Regions from separate parts of the Danio rerio genome. Here all the other regions are linked to region 4. A link is a contact called in public Hi-C and HiChIP or PLAC-seq data. All regions are on one chromosome and are shown on one strand. The core of a region is the stretch at or near the end of the contact, and the rest is flanking DNA. Distances in the headings are between cores, read along the strand shown.

Region 1 (2,832 bases), core at 39-2,538, 150 kb after region 4:
GATGTTTGTGGTCATGCTTATTGAAAGAATGCTCAATGTTGAGTCAAATAGAGTAGAATAACGATGAAGGGTACAATATTGTTAAAATGAAGTCATATTTCATCTAGAAGTAAGAACTTTATCAACCTTTAAAGTTATTTTTTTTTTTAGATAATAATGCCATCTAGACTATGTGGGTGGGAAAAAACTAATGTTAACATCTCAAACTCCCAACATCATCGACTTTCTCTTTAAGATTTAAAGGACTAGCATTGCACCAGAACCCTTTAAGTGGTTTCGTTTGAAAGTGTAGAAGCTATATTTTATGCACATATGCATCACTTTGGTTTTTATTCTACTGTACAAAAGTTATTTACACTTAAATACCCAGTGTTTTGGATGATGCAACGGCAGCCATATCGGCCAGACCGCACACCACATACCAGCTGATTGATGAAGAGGAGACAGAGTGATGAAATCAATTATGATATAAGGATGGTTATTAGGCCATGATAGACAGAGGTCAGTGGAAAAATTTGGCCAGTATGCCGGGGTTAAACCCCTACACTTTTTTTGAAGGACATCCTCAGATTTTTAATGAACACAGAGAGTCGAGACCTCAGTTTAACGCCTAATCCGAAAGACGTCGCTCATTGAGCAGTATAGAGTCCCTTTCACTATACTGGGGCATTAGGACTCACACAAACCACAGGTTGAGCACCCCTGCTGGCCTCACTAACACCACTTCCGGCAACAACCAAGCTTTCCCATGTAGTCTCCTATTCAGGTACTGACCATGCACAGCCTTGCTTAGCTTCAGATGGCGACCACAGGAGAGTTACAATGAGCTAGCTGTCGGCTAATTCATTCATTTATCCACCTGATGTGTAAAGTACAGCATAAACTCAACCGATTTAAGAGTTACCGCTAGGTTTTGGAAGTTATCATCTTTTAAAATTCAATTTTGTCTTTGAATCATCCGTCCAGAAAACATCACTCCTATTTTTGTCTCTCATATCCCATCCTGTCGTTTCACCCTCCCTTTCCTCTTTCTTTTTTTTCTTTCTTTCCGAGTTCAGTCTGAAGGAAGGATGGTATCAGCTGCAAAGAGTGTGTATTTGGTGTGTGCGAGTGTGTATTTGGTCTGTTTGTGTGTGTGTGTGTGTGTTTCTTGGGTTCAGGGTGAAAAGAGGAGCAGGGTTCAGTCGAGCGTAATAATGGAATGCTTCAATTCGCTCCGCTGTTTGTATGCGACCTCTCTCTCTCTCTCTCTCTCTCTCTCTTTTCCCCCTCCCCCATGATCCTCCCCCACTCTCAGACGTGTTGGCGGTGGAATGTCCGCCTTTCTTACAGGCCCGCGAGGTGTCTGTCGTCCCAGCCATCTATCTTGTTCTCTCTCTCTTAGGGCTTTGTGTTGTGCTGAAATTTTAATCTGGTTCTTTCTCTTTTCCAGCCCAGACTCCACTCTCATCCCTCCACAGGACCTCCTCATTAACGTAGTGCCAGCTACAGTAACTACAGCTGGCACAGACGTGGGCACCGGCCCATGCATGCCCACACAAACACACGCCAGTGCTGATACTTCAGTATGTTTTTTAAATGCTGAGGTGAAGTCTAAAAATGATAAGCAGCATTCTTAGAGTCCACATATCAGTCAATGTTTGCATTTTCCTACATGTTTCAATTTTTTGTTTTTGAGTTTGTTTTTCGATTTGAAGTCAAATACTTTGGATGTAGCTAAACATTAACATGCATTTTAACTTTTTTTTAAACTTTATTTATTCTGTTTTTGTAGATACATTTTCATTTGTGTGTCTCAACTTGTTTTTTTATACACTCATAATTTACTAATTTCGTTTTTACATTCATTCATTCATTTTCTTGTCGGCTTAGTCCCTTTATTAATCCGGGGTCGCCACAGCGGAATGAACCGCCAACTTATCCAGCAAGTTTTTTACGCAGCAGATGCCCTTCCAGCTGCAACCCATCTCTAGGAAACATCCACACACACACTCATACACTACGGACAATTTAGCCTACCCAATTCACCTGTAGCGCATGTGTTTGGACTGTGGGGGAAACCGGAGCACCCAGAGGAAACCCACGCGAACGCAGATAGAAAATGCAAACTCCACACAGAAACGCCAACTGAGCCGAGGTTCGAACCAGTGACCTTCTTGCTGTGAGGCGACAGCACTACCTACTGCGCCACTGCCTCGCCCATTTTTACATTTATTTAATATTTTTATTTAATTGCTTTTAATTATTATTATTTATTTAACTCAATGTTATAAATATTCATATTTGATTATCAACATATTAAAGAGTGACTTCAAAATTAATTTAGCTCTTTAGTTTAATGCAGCAACTATTTTAGGATTTAATGTGGCTTTTTTACCTCAATTCATTGCATCTTTAAACAGATTCATGTTTAGCTCAGCATAGTAGTATTTAATGTTCATATTTGATCTGTTATGTTTAAAGTTATCTCAACGATAGTAATTTAACATCATATCAAAATAATATTTCTGTATTTAATCCCTCTTTACTGTTTTTTTACATATTTATCACTTTAATATATAATTTAACAATTTAGAAATGTTTTTATATTTTGAATATATCTAAATAGTTTTGTTTAAAAAGCTAGCTTTTTGTATTTAATCCCTCTTTAATTATTTAAAACATATTTAACATTTATTTCTTATATAATTTAACAGTTTAGAAATATTTTTATCAAAATTTTACTTTAAAGTTTTTTGTATTTAATCTATCTTTATTTTTTTATTTAATATACATTTCTTATAAAATTTAATAATATAGAAATATTTAAATAATTTTTTATTAAAATTATGT
Region 2 (2,700 bases), core at 169-2,668, 200 kb after region 4:
ACTGAATGCAAGTGAGTTTGGCTCAAGGTAAATTTTTATGAAGTTGTCTCATACTTTTTATTTTTTAATTTGATTTAAAGCTTTTTAAAGCAGAAACAAATGTATATATAATATGAAAATATATTTAGCTAAATGTTTCTGAAGTATTATAGGAAAAAAGAGAAAATTATATTAGATTTTTAATTTAAATCATCAAACTACAATGCAACTGTGAAAGTTATGAATTCATGCACAATTTTGTTGACTGCATAAGCTGCAAAAGTTTTCTAATTAACATAATTAAATTATTTAAGCCTTTGAATTGCACTTTAAACTGAATATTTTGTATAATAACTAGTAGAAAAATTAAGTCTTCATGGCAAAGAAAATTAGTAAATTAGTTATTAGAAATGAGCAATAAATAACAACTATAACGTTTACTAATTAGTGCTACAGTATAATCACGAATTCAAAATGAACGTTTTTGACAATATATGTGTGTGGTGTACTTTGTATATTTATTATTCATATATAAATACACAAGTGCATGCATATATTTATATGAAGTATATTTATATATAAAGGTTTGTTTAAGACTGCATAAGCTGCAAAAGCTTTCCGATGATACTGACACTTTACTGATGTAGACAAATATGCTTAATTAGCTAAATTAGCTAATTACTGTTTTCATAGTGACGCATATAAATCAGCACAAAATATCAAGCAATTCCACGTCAGCAAATGTAAGATGCAGTGATGCTGATCGAACACAGGCCTTAAAAAAACCAAATCTCTCATTCTTACTGTTGAGCCCTGGAAGTTGATTGGACAAATTGCCAGCATTGCCGTTTAGGGCTTGGTCTTACTTTTTATTTCTATCTTCCGCCACTTGTTTTCCAACAGAGAACCCAGGCCAGAACCTGAACAGAGTGTTTCAGGATGTTCCGAAGCGAAGAGGCGGCTCTGAAGGCTCCACGCGGCCAGGTCTGTCTCTCACGCCTTCCCCATCTCGTGTTATGGCTTTCTGGAGTGTCAGATCCGCTGTGTCTGTGTGTTTTTGTTGTGCTGGTCTGTTTCTTCTCAATTCTCTGGCCTGGAATCTGTTGCAAAACAAGTGAGCGAGACCGACAGACAGACAGGACTTTAAAAAAATAAGCTGCAATCCAATCAGGAGGCGGCTTTTTACAATAAATGCTACACCTTTGACTTTACAGATTAGTCTCAAACTCTTAACTACTCAATCACGGAGGTCTTTCGAGAAGCCTGTCCTGTTATTTGGTGGTCAGCTTGTGTGTATAAATGTGCATGTGTGTGTGTGTGGCAGAATTCTTCAGGCAGATCCACAGTGCCACCACATTACAACTGGTGGTTGAGTCTCCCCCAGGGCGGCGCTGTGGGTGGCTGTGTGTATGTATGTGTGTGTGTGTGTGAGAGAGAGAGAGAGAGGGCGAGAGAGCATTACTTCCACCTCACACACACACGTCCAGCTGCTCTCCTCACACACCAGTGATTCTGACCTTGCCCTGCTGCCCACTGCTCATCGGGCGCTTTCTCCTCTGCCACTTTTTCCCTTTTCTCTGCATATTTATTATTATTGCGCCGACCCGTCTGATGATACTTCCACACTGAGCTCTGTTGTTTCTCATGGACTTTGGCCAAATTCGCGCCGGCTCTTTGTTGTGTGGACTGGTGGAGGACAGGAAACTGTTTGAGTCATTGCGCAGGAAGTGCTGCTGTAGCCGCCGGCAGTGCAGGTGCTGATACACACAGTCTTATTATTATTATAGACAAGTCAATGATTGCGAATGGGTTTTTGGATCTTGAGTTTGGTTGCATAAAATGAAAAGGTGCCTATTTTTGAGAGCAGTATAAGCCTGCGTTTGTGTTTCACTGCTTGCTTTGTCTTTCTGAAATAGTAATGATAAAAAGTCACACTTTACAATAAGGTTTCATTAGTTGTTGTATTTACTAACATGAACTAAGTATGAACAATACTTGTAGAGCATTTATTATTCATACTTCAACATCAACACTTACTAATGCATTAATAACATACCTGTCAACATTGGGATGTGAAAATAGGGAATTTGCCCCCCTCCTCCTTTAAAAAAATCCCCAAATTACTAAATATGTTCATTTGAAGCGGTTCCATTGTAAATAAACAGTTGAATGGTCAGTAATATGTTTTATTGTTATTATTTACAAAAGAAAAAATACATTTATACATTAGCAGCAAATACATTAGCAAACAGTTCAGCTTATTAAAATTAATAGCTGTTATAATGAAATAAAATCAAGCCATCAAATCTCAATAGCCGTTTTTTCACTGTATAACTATATATACAGTGTATATATAACTCATTCTGATTAAAGAGCAACCGATGAATCTCTTATTTATTTAGATTTTTTCGTTTGATCACATTAAATAACAGGCGTCACTTTAAACATGCACATATCTAACAATATAATGAAGGCATTCGACTGCTTTCCTCATTTTTATGCTCATTTAAGACGGAATTAATTGTGTTTGAAAAAAAAAAAACACCAAGATCGACATCTTTAGATATTATTATTATTTATTATGTGTGTATGTTACAGAGTTTCGCTCCGCTTTAAATTGCGTGTACAAAATCCGTTTGGGAAACAGCGTCTGTTTATCACTATGAAGCGCGTTAGCTGATTGTCATGCACCATTATATGACTGTTTTGAGGATTGCATAA
Region 3 (2,700 bases), core at 95-2,594, 230 kb after region 4:
TTTTATTTATTAAAAAAAGTACACCTTTTCTCTAATAAATGCATATTTAAAGGTATTAATAAGAATTTAAAAAAACGTTTTGCACACTCTAAAATACTTTTTATGATTGTACTTATAAAAAATACAATTATGATCCATCAAAAAAGATGACAAAATTATTATTATTATTATTAATAAATGTAATCATTTAATAAATTGTGGTTAATTAGTAATAAAATAATCTTTATTTGTTAAAACTATTTTTTGCAATTGCACAATTAGAATAAAAATAAAATTATTAATGACAAAAATTCTGTAATTTAATAATAAAATGATCTATAGTAAATTGTGGTTAATTGTTAATAAAAATGTATTCAAGGTTAAACAATCCCTTAAATTGCACAATTAGAGTAAAAAATACAATTATCAATGACAAAATATATGTAATTTATTAATAAAATAATTGTAATTAATGTAATTATTTAATAAAATGTGTTTGGACTGTAGGGGAAACCAGAGCACCCGGAGGAAACCCATGCCAACATGGCAAGAACATGCAAACTCCACACAGAAATTCCAACTGTCCCAACCGAGGCTCGAACTAGTGACCTTCTTGTTGTCAGGCAATTGTGCCATCCACTGCATCAATTAGTGATAAAATTATTTTATTTTTAATTAAAAGAATCTCTTGTAGTTGCACAATTACAGTAAAAATAAAATATTAATGACCAAAAACTGATGGAATTTAAAATTAAAAATATCAAATGTAATTATTCAATAAATTGTGGTGAATTAGTGATAAAATAGTTTGTATTTATGATTAAACAATCCCATGTAATTGCACAATTATTCTATAATTAATATTATTATTAAATGTAGCTATTTAGTAAATTAGGATGAAATAATAAAAAATATTAATTGCACAATTGCAAAGATAAAATTATTATTAAAATATTTAATAAATAGAGGTTAATCACTAATAAATACATTTTTATTTATGATTAAACAGTCCCTTTAAACCCAGAAAGCTCTGTATGCGTGCCCCACATTGAGTCTCCCGTCTTCGTTAATTTATTTGTCTCATTATGCTCGAACAGAAGCTGTGACTTGGCATGACACGATGCATCTGTCACTGTCCATCACTTTCTGTTGCTGAGCAGGAAGACCTCGGTTTGGGGTTACGCTTTCATTGGCTTCACCCTCTCCATATTTAGACTGATCTTCATTCAGGCCTTCTGTCGATAAGTAATGCCCGGCTCACTGGCGCAACGTCTTAACGTCTCCCTTTCCACAGAAATCACCCCCAAAACCTCGGCCAGCTGCAGTCCTGCCCCAGAATCCCCCCTGAGCTCGGCTGAGGAGTCTGTGAAGAGCCAGCAGGAGGAGCAGATGTGCCGATCCTCCGTCCAGGAGCCCAGCGAAGCCTCCGAGTCTCAGCCCGGGACGCCGCTGCCGCTGCCTCTGCCGGGACAGGCCGGTCTCAGCATTCAGGAGATGGTGGCCATGTCAGCCGAGCTGGACACGTACGTCATCACGAAAAAAGTCAAAGAAGTCCTCACTGATAACAACCTGGGTGAGTGTGTTAGCAAAACAGAAGATGATCAGTGTATTGTTTTTATTATTGCAAAGAGATATAATTCACAACATCAAGGCAAGACAGGTTTGTTTCAAACGCACTTTTCATACACAAAATGGTCATTCAAAATGCTTTACATAAACAAAAATTAAATAAACAAGGAAATAAAAACGATTAAGAGGATTGAAACGTATTAAAAACATTTAAAATGTGTTAAAACAGGTTATAGAGCAATGAAAAAGAAAAGAAAGACCCAATAGTGCGATCTGTGGGATGTCGCACAGTGCTCATTCAGTAAAATAACAGCTAAACAGTGTTTTCAGTCTTGATTTGAATGTGCCTAATGGTGGAGCACATCTGATCACTTCTGGAAGCTGATTCCAGTAGCGGGGGGCGCTGTTAGTAGCTGATGGCAGATTCACCCTGCTTGGATTTTCTAGTTTATATAGTTTATATGATCCTAAAGATCTGAGTGATCTGTTAGGTTTGCATTCAGTGAGCATATCTGTTATGTATTGAGGTTCTAGACCAGGGGTGCTCAATCCTGTTCCTGGAAATCTACCGTCCTGCAGATTTCAGTTGCTACCCATATCAAACACACCTGCCTGTAATTATCAAGTGGTGTTCAGGTCCTAATTAATTGGTTCAGGTGTGTTTGATATGGGTAGCAACTGAAATCTGCAGGAAGGTGGCTCTCCAGGAACAGGATTGAGCACCCCTGTTCTAGGCCATATAGTGATTTATAGAAGAGTTATTATACTTTAAAATCTATTCTGAATGTGACTGGGAGCCAGTGTAAAGACCTGAGGACAGGTGATGTGCTCTGATTTTCTGGTCCTGGTCATATTTCTGGTAGCAGCAGTCTGGATGAGCTGCAACTGTCTGACTGTCTTTTTGGGAAGGCCGGTGAGGAGTCCGTTACAGCAATGATCCTCAACCACCGGGCCGCTGACCGGTATACAGTTGGTCCATGGATCAATTGGTACCGGGCCGCACAAGAAATCTTTAATTATTTGCAATTTAATTTATTATCCTAGTCTGAACGATCTTTTATTTTGAAAAGTCTTTTAATATGAAAAATGACCAAATTCTTTGGGTTGCATCTCGGTCACTTGAGCGGCCAAATTTAACCCACAAGCTGTAAG
Region 4 (2,736 bases), core at 107-2,606:
ACTGGTTTATCACCTGCTAATGCTTAAGATATTGGCTGTTTATTTGTACTTATAAATTATGATCTTATTCTACATCCGTAATCAATACTACTTTAATAACTATTAATAAGCAGCAAATCGGGAGTTTATTGAGCTAAAAGTTTGTCAATAGTGAGAACTTTACCTTAAAATAAAGTGTGATCATAATAACAATAGATGTTATTAATACTTAATAATTTGAATAACTCTCAATAAATGATGAATTCATGTAATCAGCATAATCACCAGGAAGATTATAAGCTAAAATGCGATTGGTTATTTCTATATAATAATAATAATAGTAATAATAATAATAAATTTACATCCTCGACAGTCTATCATCACTAAATCAATTGAGCACTAATTCAATATTATTTAGGATCATCACTATTAACTGTGAACAATTGTGAAGACTGAAGAGGCGATACCATGTGCATCCAAAAGAGGGCGCTGCTCTCCAAGTTCAAGATCAAAAGCAGTATTTACAATTCATCAGGAATCGACCGGACAAGGGTTTATGTTATAACATTAAAATCACCTAATGCCTCCATCTTAAACCCCCGTCCATTACCATTTTAAATGCACATCGCTTGATGCACTATTTATACGGGGAACAGTCAAGCTGTGTTTCTATTTATTCAGGCTATCGATCACCGTCTCCACATTCTTCACGCAAGAATGCCCATAAAATCAATATAATAGATGTATTGGTTTCAGAGTACAAACAGGAGGGAACTGGACACATACACACACACATACTTAAACGCCAGCAAAAATATTACAAGACAAGACGCGAGAACATCCTGTATATTTATAGTATAAGAAGATTAAAGATCAAAACTAAATCAAAAATCAATATATCAGGTGTTCGTTCACACACACAAACAGGCCCAGAAGGTTGTTCGTTTGACCATGAAAAGCATAAGCCGCGCGTTGGGCTCGCGTTGTGTCCGCGTTCCTCGCGTCACGTCTGATCAGCGTCTCGTAATATCTATCTCTAGCACGAGATAAAAAATCAATAACCGTATAAACTCTCTCCTTGTAGCGGATGAAAACGTATCCAGCGCCCCCCTCCCGAACCACAGGGAGCTCGATTGAAGACGGGAACTCCATCCCGCGTTTTCTGCCTTTTATTCAGGACGCTCTCAATAATTGTTTTCAGTAGCCCTATTCAATATCGCAGGTTCGGTCGATAACTCCGTTCCGCGCGCGCCCGCGACGTTCGATCTGCTCCGCTCCGTGTTTTGCGCGCGCTCCCCCGCCTCTCTTTCTCTCTCTCTCGCTCTCTCTCTCTCTCTGAACTCCAGCCCCTCTCGCGCTCTCTCTATCAGCCTTTCATTCCGTCTCAATATGTCTCAAGATGGCGGCCAATGCGGGATCGATGTTTCAATATTGGAAACGCTTTGATTTGCAGCAGCTCCAGGTCAGCTCCCTTTCGCTTTGTACTCGCTGTGTTTGCCGGTAAGCCGGTCCCGGGGAGCGTCGCGCGGAGAGGCTGGCGCGTCGCTCTCGCGTCGGCTCGTTCACCGGGTTCGGTGCCCATTGATTAAAGCGGCTCTCTCGCGCTGATCGGAAATTGATCCTCTTTGTTCAATTCCCATCGATCAACCATCACGGTCAAGGTGGATGCGGCCACTTTGGCAACAAGAGCATGAAGGTTTCCCTATTCTTTCCCGCTCCTTTCCGTCCCCGGGATGTTTTGGGAATAGTTTGTGCCGAAGAGATTTAGATAGTATGTTTGTGGAAATAATTTTGTGTTTAGAAGTGTGTCGCGCTACACGGGTGGCGCTGTGCTGGACCGAGACGTTATTGCTTAGTAACGAGAGAGGTGTTTTTAGTGTGCCTTCCTTTCTACATTTCACTCATTTATTTGGATTTTTTGGTCTGTTAGCACTTTTTGATGTGACTTTATGAAGTTTATGAAGTTAGCAAACGCAGAAGTTCGGCTTCGGTAGTTCAGTTAAAAGTCAAGACGGAATTAGCTGCTAAAACCTGCGCCAGACAGGAACAATTAAACAAAACAATAAACAAACACGAACCTTTTTCGTGTGTGTGTTAAACATAGACGTAAAACTTTTTAGTTTTATAAGCGTTATTTCATTATTCCGTTCCTGGGGGTGTAATATATAGCTCGTTAAAACGAGTAAGCACAATTTCACTGTGTATTTTTTATTTATTTACCCATAACTTCAACAGAAATGTGCATTTATATGCAGGTGGGAACGGAAAGATTCGCTTCGCCGTGTTTGTTTTGGTTTATTGTTGTTGTTTCTCCAATCGATTAGTTGTCAGAACTCTTCTTTCGTTGTTCGTAATGTTCGTGCTGTTGGTGTATGAAAGTGCATTTGTCGCGTTTGGTTAGGCATAAACAATAGACTCATGATTGTATCAATTATTGATTGAGAGTTTATGTATTTATGAACTGAGGTCTCAGAGCATAGCTTAAAAAATCGCTGTCCTATTTTCTGATCGAACTTCATATTACCTATTACCATTTATACATCTTCATAAACATCAGGAGTCATTAAAAATCAATACACTATTATTTCAAAATCAATATCACTCGATAGTAGCAACGATTTTTTAAAGAAATAAATCTAAACTAGATGTGTCAGTGTTATAATTATAGCAAATGATTTCTGTGTTTACATATTTTTGTCAGTAGCCTGTAAAACTAAAGGAAATAACTTCATATGTGCGTGTTGCAATATGTTCTGG

Evidence for each region. Hi-C and Micro-C count contacts between places; a contact is called where the count stands out from the background. HiChIP or PLAC-seq counts read pairs in DNA pulled down with a chosen protein or histone mark.
Region 1: a contact with region 4 is called in an H3K4me3 HiChIP or PLAC-seq map of embryo, with 2.8 times the contacts expected there. The contact joins the enhancer-like site here to the promoter of cux1a in region 4. A contact is called at or near these places in 3 of 18 Hi-C or Micro-C datasets (caudal fin, embryo and an unstated tissue) and 4 of 4 datasets of contacts at active chromatin or transcription factors (caudal fin, embryo, gastrula embryo and 1 more).
Region 2: a contact with region 4 is called in a Hi-C map of an unstated tissue, with 3 times the contacts expected there. The contact joins the enhancer-like site here to the promoter of cux1a in region 4. A contact is called at or near these places in 2 of 18 Hi-C or Micro-C datasets (hematopoietic stem cells and an unstated tissue) and 2 of 4 datasets of contacts at active chromatin or transcription factors (caudal fin and gastrula embryo).
Region 3: a contact with region 4 is called in an H3K4me3 HiChIP or PLAC-seq map of embryo, with 8 times the contacts expected there. The contact joins the enhancer-like site here to the promoter of cux1a in region 4. A contact is called at or near these places in 6 of 18 Hi-C or Micro-C datasets (caudal fin, embryo, hematopoietic stem cells and 1 more) and 3 of 4 datasets of contacts at active chromatin or transcription factors (caudal fin, embryo and gastrula embryo).

Annotation. Positions count from the first base shown.
Region 1 is chr10:38,001,222-38,004,053 of GRCz12tu, reverse strand. The region is part of intron 8 of cux1a (cut-like homeobox 1a); the gene reads left to right. Among named protein-coding and RNA genes, the nearest start is that of dnajc30a, 110 kb to the right of the region's middle. Within about 2 kb of position 1,288, at least 34 of the 62 cell types and tissues checked have an H3K27ac peak or open chromatin away from gene starts, as enhancers often do.
Region 2 is chr10:37,957,024-37,959,723 of GRCz12tu, reverse strand. The region is part of intron 15 of cux1a (cut-like homeobox 1a); the gene reads left to right. Among named protein-coding and RNA genes, the nearest start is that of dnajc30a, 63 kb to the right of the region's middle. Within about 2 kb of position 1,418, at least 11 of the 62 cell types and tissues checked have an H3K27ac peak or open chromatin away from gene starts, as enhancers often do.
Region 3 is chr10:37,922,610-37,925,309 of GRCz12tu, reverse strand. cux1a (cut-like homeobox 1a) reads left to right here. Exons shown (of 24, transcript XM_073914978.1): 21 at 1,274-1,552. Among named protein-coding and RNA genes, the nearest start is that of dnajc30a, 29 kb to the right of the region's middle. Within about 2 kb of position 1,344, at least 3 of the 62 cell types and tissues checked have an H3K27ac peak or open chromatin away from gene starts, as enhancers often do. A contact at or near this core is called in skeletal muscle, where this site is marked.
Region 4 is chr10:38,154,852-38,157,587 of GRCz12tu, reverse strand. cux1a (cut-like homeobox 1a) reads left to right here and starts at 1,356. Exons shown (of 24, transcript XM_073914978.1): 1 at 1,356-1,441. The coding sequence starts at 1,379.